2 separate regions of the Mus musculus genome follow, and region 1 is linked to region 2. A link is a contact called in public HiChIP or PLAC-seq data. All regions are on one chromosome and are shown on one strand. The core of a region is the stretch at or near the end of the contact, and the rest is flanking DNA. Distances in the headings are between cores, read along the strand shown. Region 1 holds the start of Usp49 (ubiquitin specific peptidase 49). Region 2 holds the start of Hsp90ab1 (heat shock protein 90 alpha (cytosolic), class B member 1).

Evidence for each region. HiChIP or PLAC-seq counts read pairs in DNA pulled down with a chosen protein or histone mark.
Region 1: an H3K4me3 HiChIP or PLAC-seq map of bone marrow-derived macrophages shows a contact between it and region 2, with 4 times the contacts expected there. The contact joins the promoter of Usp49 here to the promoter of Hsp90ab1 in region 2. A contact is called at or near these places in 1 of 39 promoter capture datasets (erythroid cells) and 2 of 115 datasets of contacts at active chromatin or transcription factors (astrocytes and bone marrow-derived macrophages).

The regions. Positions count from the first base shown.
Region 1 is chr17:47,628,900-47,633,612 of GRCm38.p6, forward strand. Usp49 (ubiquitin specific peptidase 49) reads left to right here and starts at 1,791. Exons shown (of 7, transcript NM_198421.2): 1 at 1,791-2,016. All of the region lies in intron 3 of Gm20517 (predicted gene 20517), which reads left to right.
Region 2 is chr17:45,571,309-45,576,033 of GRCm38.p6, forward strand. It overlaps Hsp90ab1 (heat shock protein 90 alpha (cytosolic), class B member 1), which reads right to left and starts at 1,953. Exons shown (of 11, transcript NM_008302.3): 1 at 1,859-1,953; 2 at 457-603; 3 at 105-311. The coding sequence starts at 603. It overlaps Gm35399 (a long non-coding RNA gene), which reads left to right and starts at 2,007. Exons shown (of 2, transcript XR_385595.1): 1 at 2,007-2,088; 2 at 2,189-3,482.

The DNA of each region.
Region 1 (4,713 bases), core at 541-3,040, 2.1 Mb after region 2:
ATCTAGGTCTGATTTATTTCCCAGTCCCCATTTGGGGAGCGATGAACCTTTTTCCGTCCCGTCGAAGAGGATTTCATAAGACAGCTGAATGCCGCCTGAGTCATCCGTGGTAAAAGTCCACACGTACGTGTGTGTGTGTGTGTGTCAGGGCGCCAAGAGTAACTGTGTGTATGTGTGTGTTCTCTGGCTGCTGCTACACCGTAAAGAAAACGCAAAAAAAAAAAAAAAATACCCGGAAGTGGGAAAGGCCTCTTTGGAGCAGCGAGACGTGCAGAAGGTAAGCCGCAGGGTATGCAAAATTCCTTTACCTTTACAGATCGTAGGGGTGGGGGTGGGGCGCTCGGAAAAGTGCCTGGCCCTTTAAGGAGGAGGGCCAGACAGTAGACTCTGTACCTTTAAGAGCCTCTTTGTCTAGAAACCTTCTTCCGTACCTCAACCAAACTTTGCCGGTGACTCGCGCCGCGCCGCGCCGCGTCTTAGCCTCTCACACCGGCCCGCCACAGCCGCTGACCCGAAACTTGGTGCCCACGGCACAAACCTGCGTAAAGGGCGCGGGGCCCCAGGTCGCGGCCGGGAAGGTGCGCCGTTGGCGCATTGCGGGACCTGGGGGCGGGGCTCTGACAGGCGGGCCAATGGGCGATAAGGGGCGTGGTCCGCCTGCTCGTCTTGCGCCCGGGTGACAGCTCGCGCGTGCTGATGATGGCGGTAAATAGAGAGGGGAGGGAGCTGGGAAGGGGGCGGAGGGCCGGCGGAGCGGCCGAGGGGGCGGCCCGGGGGGCGTGAGGGGCCGCAGTGGCTGGGAGTTCGCGCAGATATTCGGAGGCGGGGACACGCGGCCCGGGCATGCCGGCCCTCCCCTTTTAAAGGAAAGGGAAAAAAAAAAAAATCCCCTCACACACCCGGTGAGGGGCGACAAAGGCGGCGTGCGCCTAGCGGGCGGGAGGAGCGGCGGCAGGGGGCGGGACCGCGACGCCGGCGGGCCCCGGGCGCCCGGGGCGGGGACGGCGGGCGGCGACAGCGAAGGCGCGAGTCCCGGCGCGCGGACGCTGCGTTTTGGCGGGGTGGGCGACGTCTGGGTTGTGAGGTGAAAGGTTTGAAGGGAGAGAGGGGAAGGCAGGCTGGGGCGGGGACGGAAGGGTTTGCTGAGTAGGAGATGAAGAGGATTAGGAGAGAAAGGGTTAGAAGCCGGAGAGTGGAGTGAGAAAGAAACCCAGGCTGGCCCCGGGATGAGGTTAGGAAGCCCGGGGCTGGGAAGAGGGATCCGGGGTCAGGGCTAGGAGCAGGGGTCTGGAAGAGGCAAGGCTTGGCAGGTGGGAGGTGTTGGGCCAGGGCCAGAAGAGTTGCAAGTGGAAGACAAGGAAGGAGCAGAGCCGGGGTAGTAGTTGGGAGTGGAGGAGAGTGATTAAGAGCCAGACGTGACAAGGGTGTGAACTAGTGCAGAGCTGGGGATGAGCTGAAGGGCTGGGAGCCGCTGGGGTGGGATCGACAAGGTGTGGGTCAGTAGCTGGTGAGGGGTGTAAATTCTGTAAAGTGAGGGAGACAGGAGACCTGGATCACAACCAGGTGGAATCAAGAATCGGACGTTAGTGGAAGGGCTAACGGGAAGCGAGCTGAGAGCTGGGCGTTAATAGGACAGTTCTGGGAGAAAAAGAAACAACGCTGAAAGGACGCTAGAAGCGGGGTGGAAGGAATGATGGTGAGCTGGGAAACTGGAGAATTGCTTGTCGAGGAGGTTCAGCAAGGTAAAGATAGTGGAGTCAAAAGATTGGCCGAAAGGCAACCCGAGGAGATGGGCCCTGGGAATTAAAGGATGGAATGGGGAGTGGGGAAAGAGAAAGGAGATTAAGGCAAGCTAGGGAAGTCCTGGTGGGTATAGAACTGGGGTGGGCTGCACAGGAGTGGGAAACGAATGTTTTGCCCTGAAGTGCCCCAGAAGGTCTGGAAGGGGCAGGGCACAAACGCTGTAGTGAAGGATCTGAAGTAGAGAGCCTTTGGTGCAGAAGATAAGGAACCATGGTGAGTGAAAGGGGACCTAGAAACAGGGGGAAAAGACTGAGAAGTGGGGGACCAGATGGGGGTGCAGCATAGGAGTTCTTTGTTAAGAGAAATGTGTATTGAATTTGTGAGTCCTTTTGTCCCTAATAGTAGGAAATTCCAGAAACCTTTTTCTCTCTTCAAGGAGTCTTGGATCCAGTTTCCATCTTTCGCCTGAAAATCCACTTTCATGTCCACTTTGAAAAGATGAGACCCATTTTTACTTGATTTTGTTCTTGTGGGATAGAAAAATTGGCAGCCTTGGGTGCTGAAAACCTCTTGGTTTCACTAATGTTGTGCTAAAGGGTAAATGAATTGTGTTTATTTACAATGTGCCTGTGGGATGTGGTAGTTGGGGTGGGTGGAGGAGCTGTTTTAGAGCTAACGACGCTGGCCAGGGCCAGGGCATCTCATTGAAGAGTACACCGTTGGGGAGAGAAAGACATGGTTCATTTGGTTTTTATTAATCAGACAGATTTCTGCCTAATTGTTTTCAGCAACTGAAGAATATGGAGAGAGAGAGAGAGAGAGAGAGAGAGAGAGAGAGAGAGAGAGAGAGAGAGAAAGAGAAATAACTAACCAGGGAAGTTTACTGAGCAGGAGTCTGAAGTCACTGCTCTAAGGGCGTTGAGTTCGTATGCTGCTTGCAGCTTTGTGTGGAACATTTTTCATGGGGTAATTTCTCCCCAGATCTTCAGACAGTGATGGAGAAAGGTTGACTGCAGAGCTGAGGAGAGTTTTAGAGCTGTGAACTCATCTTTTAGATTGCATAATGGCTTTATGAGTACCTTTTATGAAAAAACTTCTGTAAGATAAGATTGCAGTCCCTCTGCCTGTTGTATTGTATGATTGTGAATAGGAAGGGCATATTAATATTCTTTAGAACCCTTTGATTTGTAAGGCACATTTTTAATGAAAATAATTACATTTATTTGTATGTATGTGGAGCAGTTATGGAAGTCAGAGGACAACTTGTGGAAGTTGGCTCTTTCTTCGCATCATTTATGTACCGAGGATTGAACTCAGATAGTCAGGCTTGGCAGCAAGCTCTTTTACCCAATAAGCCATCTCTCTGGCACTATAAGACCATTTTGGAAATTAAAGGGAAGATGAGAATTTGGGGACAAATTTAAACTTATTCTTTATTGGTAGTGTGCTTTAGTGATTTTTCATTCTGAAGTGATTATATTTAATTAAGACAATTAATGAGTATTTTCTTCATATTTAATAATGTGAAAAGTAAAGTATAATTTCTTTTGGGGGGACAGGGGTACAAACTATTCTTGAATTGTTTTTAAATTTTATGTGTATGGGTGCTTTGCCTGCATGTATGTCTGTATACCACAGGCATGCCTGGTGTCTGCAGAGGGGCACTGCAGAAGCTGGAGTCAGATTCCCCAGGAACTAGAGTGACAGACGTTTGTGAGCTGTGTGGGGGTGCTAGGAATGTAGTGTGTGTCTTCTGAGAAGAGCAGCCAAGGGCTCTTACCAACTGAGCCATCTCTCCAGTCTTGTTCTCAAGGTTATTTCCTTGAGAACAACTACAACTACATTCAGATAAACAGTGCTACTGTTTCCCCTTGATGTCCTGAAGAGGTTGCAAGTGTTGCTGGCGGTGGAGCTTTTGTCTAGGGTGTGCAAGGTTGGTCCTCAGCACTGCAGGCAAGACCACCTCAACAGCCCCTAGTCTAGGGGCTGGGGGTGGAGCTCAGGTGGTAGAGGGCTTGCCTAACATTCATGAAGGCCTGGGTTTGGTTCCCAAGCACTGCATGGTGGTGCATGCCTGTTATCCTAGCACTCCCAAGGTAGAAAGGTCAGCCTTGCCCACATGAGTGAGTCTGAGGCCAACCTGGGTCACACGAGACTATGTCTGAAACAAACAAACAAACAAACAAACATAGGAGCCGCAAATACTCACCTCTGGGATTAGCGTCATCTCTAAAAAGAAAAGCCTAGCCTCCTTTTCCAGGGTTGTGTGATCTTTAGATTGCTCTTGTTTGGTGGATATTTGCATATGTAGCAAAACTTAGGTTTCTGGCATTAGCAAGGTTGAATATCAGAAACGTGTGTGTGTGTAACTTAGAATCTGAACTCTGGATTGTTAGTTGTGCTAAGGGCAAGCTTATAGTTCATGGTTTACTTTCTGGCTTCTGCTAGGCAGATTCAAGGTAGGTAGTGATTTTACCGACTTATAGAAAAATGTTTAATTATATTTTTTGCTGCTAATTGAGATTAGTCTGAAAATATTAACTTTGAAAATGAGGAGTATTTCTACTATGAGATGGCTATTTATGTGAGTTATGTGCACATGCCTGTGTAGCTGTGTTTGGGCTGTTTTAAGGTATTGCCTTAAACAATTTATGTTATACTCTGTTTAAGGTACTGTCTTTTTTTAAAAGACTTATTTATTTTTATTTATATGAGTACACTGAAGCTGTCTTCAGACACACCAGAAGAGGGCATCAGATTCCATTACAAATGGCTGTGAGCCACCATGTGGTTGCTGGGAATTGAACTCAGGACCTCTGGAAGAACAGTCAGTGCTCTTAACCACTGAGCCGGGTATGGTCATTTTTATGATGCAGTTGTCTAAAGGTGATCTGTCTGTGTGTCTGAAAATACAAACTACAAGCTCAGTCACAGGAAGGAGCTCTTTTGAGTGGGGCCTTTTGTTTCCAT
Region 2 (4,725 bases), core at 703-3,202:
TACTTTTTTTCTAATAAGTGTCCTAATATGTAATACCCTAGACAGACAAATTTTAACTTAAGCAGTAACAAATTAGAGGACGGTGTGGATGAAAGGCCACACACCTGGAGAGCCTCCATGAACGCCTTCGTGCCAGACTTAGCAATGGTTCCCAGGTTATTAATGAGGTCAGCCTTGGTCATGCCAATGCCTGTGTCCACCAAAGTCAGCGTGCGCTCCTGAGGGTTGGGGATGATGTCAATTTTCAGCTCTTTCCCACTGTCCAACTTAGAAGGGTCCGTCAGGCTCTCATATCGAATCTTGTCCAGGGCCTGTAGTAAACGCAAAAAGCCAGATTATTTTATTTTTCCAAACAGTCCCTCCCCCTTCAACATCAACTGAACTGTTCTTCTCAATCACTCCCACACACACACACACTTCCGTGAAGCCTTAGAAATTCAACAACAGAATACTCACATCTGAAGCATTAGAGATCAACTCGCGGAGGAAAATCTCCTTGTTTGAATAGAAAGTGTTGATGATGAGGGACATGAGCTGGGCAATTTCTGCCTGAAAGGCAAAGGTCTCCACCTCCTCCTCTCCATGGTGCACTTCCTCAGGCATCTAAGAATGAAAGAATTACTACTAAGGACCATTATAGACACACATTTTAATATCCAGCTCAAACTTCTTTAGTCTGGGAAAGTATCCAACCCAAAGAGACAAGAGCAGCCATTTTCTTTAAAAAAGGACATTTAAGCTACAATGGCCAAGACAAAAATGACAGAAAAAAACCTAAAAGATGGGTTTTCCAGAACAGATGCCCAAAAGTCAAACTCTTGAACATTGGCATGTTCAGTGCATAGCTCACTGACTCTGAACAGAACACCTGGCAATATGGTAAAAATCCAGACTAAGTTAACAATACATAAAAAAGAACCTCAAGCAACCCCTGGTACTCACACCCCTTAACTACAATCTCCTCATTGGGGTGAGGAACAACTTTAACAGAAAAAGCAGTCTTTTTTAATTTTTATTTTATTCCACCCAGCAGGGCAAGAGAACCTTGAAGCTGTAGTCTGGGAGGCGCTCACGGGGCAATTAAATCAGGACAAAGAAATCAAGAGCTCCACCGTGACCACTCACTGTGCAGACTTGCATAGGCCGGAACCCAAGTAAAATGGTGGCCCAGCCGTCCAACGACCCTCGTCACTGCCGGACATGCGTCGGCAGGAGCCACACGGGGAGGGGGCGCCATTGAAACCCTCCCACCGCCCCAGCATCCGGGCACTGGGGCGGGGCGCCCAGGCTTCCAGAACAATCTGAGCTCCGGGGAGGGGAGGAGAAAGGGAGGGACCTAGGAATCTTCTCGTGCCTGCTCTGTCTCTCCTCCCCCGCCCTCCACTGGGAGGGCAGAAAGATCTGGAAAGGGAAAGCGCGGTGGGTTCCGGCGTCCCTGCTGTGCACCCCTCCCCAAAATCAAGCACGTTGGTACCGGCGGCGTCCGGGGGAGGCAGCCAGGCCAACCTCCCCAGGCCTTGCTGAGTCACGCAGAGCAGCCCGCCACCGCGCGGACCCTGCAGCCGCGCCCGGAAGTGGAGGGCAAACATGGCAGCGTCCCGGGTCGGCGACTACCACGTGCGGCCGCCCACCACCTGGCCGGGCCGCACCCCCACCCCACGCTCCGGGGAATCCACCCGCCCCGGGGAGCCTCGCGTGCAAGCCCGCCGGGGTACAGCCCGAACCTCTAACCTCTAGACACGTTATCTCCACAGGCTGCCCCGCCGGGGAAGGAGGCTTTGGGACAGATGAGATGGAGGCTGGGACCCCGGGAAGAAGCCCCCGGAGAGCCGCCGGGGACGAGAGACCCCGGCCTTACCTTGACGGGAAAGCCGAGTAGTAGTACAGAGCAGGGTGGTGGGCCCGGACCAAGTCCGACTCGCACGGCAAGCCTAGGCTGCGCGGGGGTGACTCAAGAGAGCTCCCGAACGCCCCCGACCGCCCTATATAAGGCGAAGCACAGCCCGGGCCCCGCCCTTGGATCCCTCCGCCTTAAAGGAGTGGCTGCGGGCCACGCACCTGCCGCCGCCCGCCCACCTTGACGTCATGGTAGCAGATCGTGGAGGGGGCGGGGAGGAGCGGGACCCCGGGCCTGGTTCCTGAGTCAAGGCCAATTCAATATCGTTTTGCACATCCCCCATTTCTGCAGGAGTAGGACATGTCCCCCCTCAAGATGAGCAGGGAGCATGCATATGCAATTAGGGATGTATCTGCGGGCGAATACCCTACGGACTGCCTCAGAAAACTCAAGGTAGGCGCTTCCACCCCCCCACCCCCCAAGAGTCCAGAACTCAGGGGACTGAAAGAGAATGGAGGTGGCCAACTCGGCTGCCATTTCCAGACCCGATCTTACTAGAATGTTCCCTACAAATCGCACATCAAGAGAAAAGGATGATAAATTCCTTGTCCAACTTTAAGGAGGCCCCCGATTCCCCCATCCCCACCCTCCCGGGTACAGCACAGCTTCAGGCTGGGAGCCGCTTTCCCCGAGGGGAGGGGCACGGGCCTGGGCTGGTAGGGACTCTTTGGCGGCCTGCGGCGGAAGGATCAGCAGCGGTGGTGCTGCGATTTCTTCCAGCAGTTTCTAGGCCTGTCTCGGCGGTCTCCACCCCTCCCCCCTAGGCTCCACCTCCCCTGCTGCGGCGGGGGCAGTGTCTTCGTCGCCGCTTGGCTGGGTGGCTTTTTTTTTTTTTTTTTTTCCCCTACCTTGATCTTACCCTGGGAAGAAATTTTCCCCAAGTCTGCCTACCGTGGGCCAGGGTTGAACGACCCTCCACGCGTGGCCCTAAGAGGCCCACATAACAGTGGGGGAGTGGAGCGCAGAGGGAGGGATAGCTGACCTGGATCGGTCACAGGGCACGGGGGCTGTGGGGGTGAGTGACTGCGGACACCTTCTAGTGAACAGAGAACCGAGCTAGCAGCTTGCGCTACTGGGTAGAACACTCCCCACCCCTCAGCCTCCCCGGTCTCCCACGTACACAGCGCGCGGGTACGTGCGCCCTCCCTATGTGAGCACAAGCTGTTTCTCAAGCTGGTTTCGCTTCTCTAGCCTCTTCCCTACTGCATGCAGCTCTTTGGACCTAGAGAGGAGCAGGTCCCAGTCTTTTCAGAGAAGCTGGAGTTCTAGGCATCCGCATGAAGGTGCTGGTCACAGGTTGGCCCAGTTCCAGGAGCCAGAAAACCAAGTTGTGCCAGTGCCTCTGTTCTAAAGGTGGCCTGCCATGTCCTTCAGCTGGCAATCTAGCCTTGCCTTTTTCCAAGGCTGCATCTGGAAGCTTGTTGGACTGATGAGCCCTCCAGTAGAGGATGGGCACTCAGTGCTCTGCTATCTTAGCTCATGCTGGCTTGTGTCCCCACACCACCGCCCACACCTTTGTTCCCGGTGCTTGCCTGCAGTCTGTCTAATGTGCATTCATTGTTAAACAGTAGTTGCTTTCTCCTTGCCTCTGTCTACTTCGTCTGTTATCATCCCATCCTGCACTGTCTGTTAGCCTCTCCTTAATTCTGTGTGTGTGTGTGTGTGTGTGTGTGTGTGTGTGTGTGTGTGTGTGTGAAGCCCATAAAGAAATCAATATATGAGGAGACACTGGGTAGGATTGCTCAGAAGGCCCTAGGGTGTTGCATTGATTCCTAATCTGAAACCAGAAACTTCAACACTCAAACCCTCTCAGCAAAAGGAGCCTAGCTGATCCCTGGGCTGGACATTTAGCTCCAGGGTAGTGTTTCCCTAAGACCCACCAATCCTGGATTCCCTAGTTCACAAACAGCACTGACTACCTCTCCTTGGCCTCTGAATGGTTGAAAGCTACTCTGTATATTTCATGGACAGGAAAATGAAGGTCTCTGTGAATAATGGGGTCACTAAACCCAGGGCCATTCCTGTTCTGAAAGTAGAATGGGGACAGGAGTGTACTCTCTCTTGCTGGAACCCTAGTCTGAAGCAGGCCAGGAACCTCTCCTCTGCAGTTTCCCTTTGGCTGTCCCCCAGCAATGACAGGACCAAGGCTCCACAGCAGCTTCCTGGGACGTTCTCAGTTGGGGAACGGGCACCAGGCATGGGGGTGGGGGGCACAGCTTCGATCCCAGCTCGGAGGAGAGGAGAGGAGCGCGTATTACAGGCCAGCGTGGGCTAGGAGTGAAATCCTGTTGCATAAAGTGGAAAAATCATTTTATATCAACCTAGAGATACCTTTTACCTTGCTGTGGCAGCACATGTCTGTGTCAGTATTAGGGTGGTTGAGACAAGAGGATGCTTGTAATTCCAAGTACATGGTACCAGACCAGCTAAGGGTTATACTAACAGACTCTATCTCAACAACCAAGGAGGAGGAGGGCTAGGGAGCACGATGACTCACTCCATGGGTAAAAGCATTTACCCTGGTCCTCCAAGCAGGACAGCCCAGACCTCAATTTGATGACAGATCCCATGGTGAAAGGGACAAACTGACTCCTCAAGTTGTCCTTGGACTTCTTCATGTGCATTGATTGTGTCCTTGTGCCCATACTTACACACACACACACACACACACAAGATAAGTTCTCTTTTTTGGGGGGGGGGGGTGATGGTTTGTATATGCCTAGGGAGTGGCACTATTAGGAAGTATGGCCTTGTTGGAGTAGGTGTGTCACTACCTCCAGAGTGCTGGGATTGAAGGCGCACCTTCACACCCGGGTGATAAGATGATA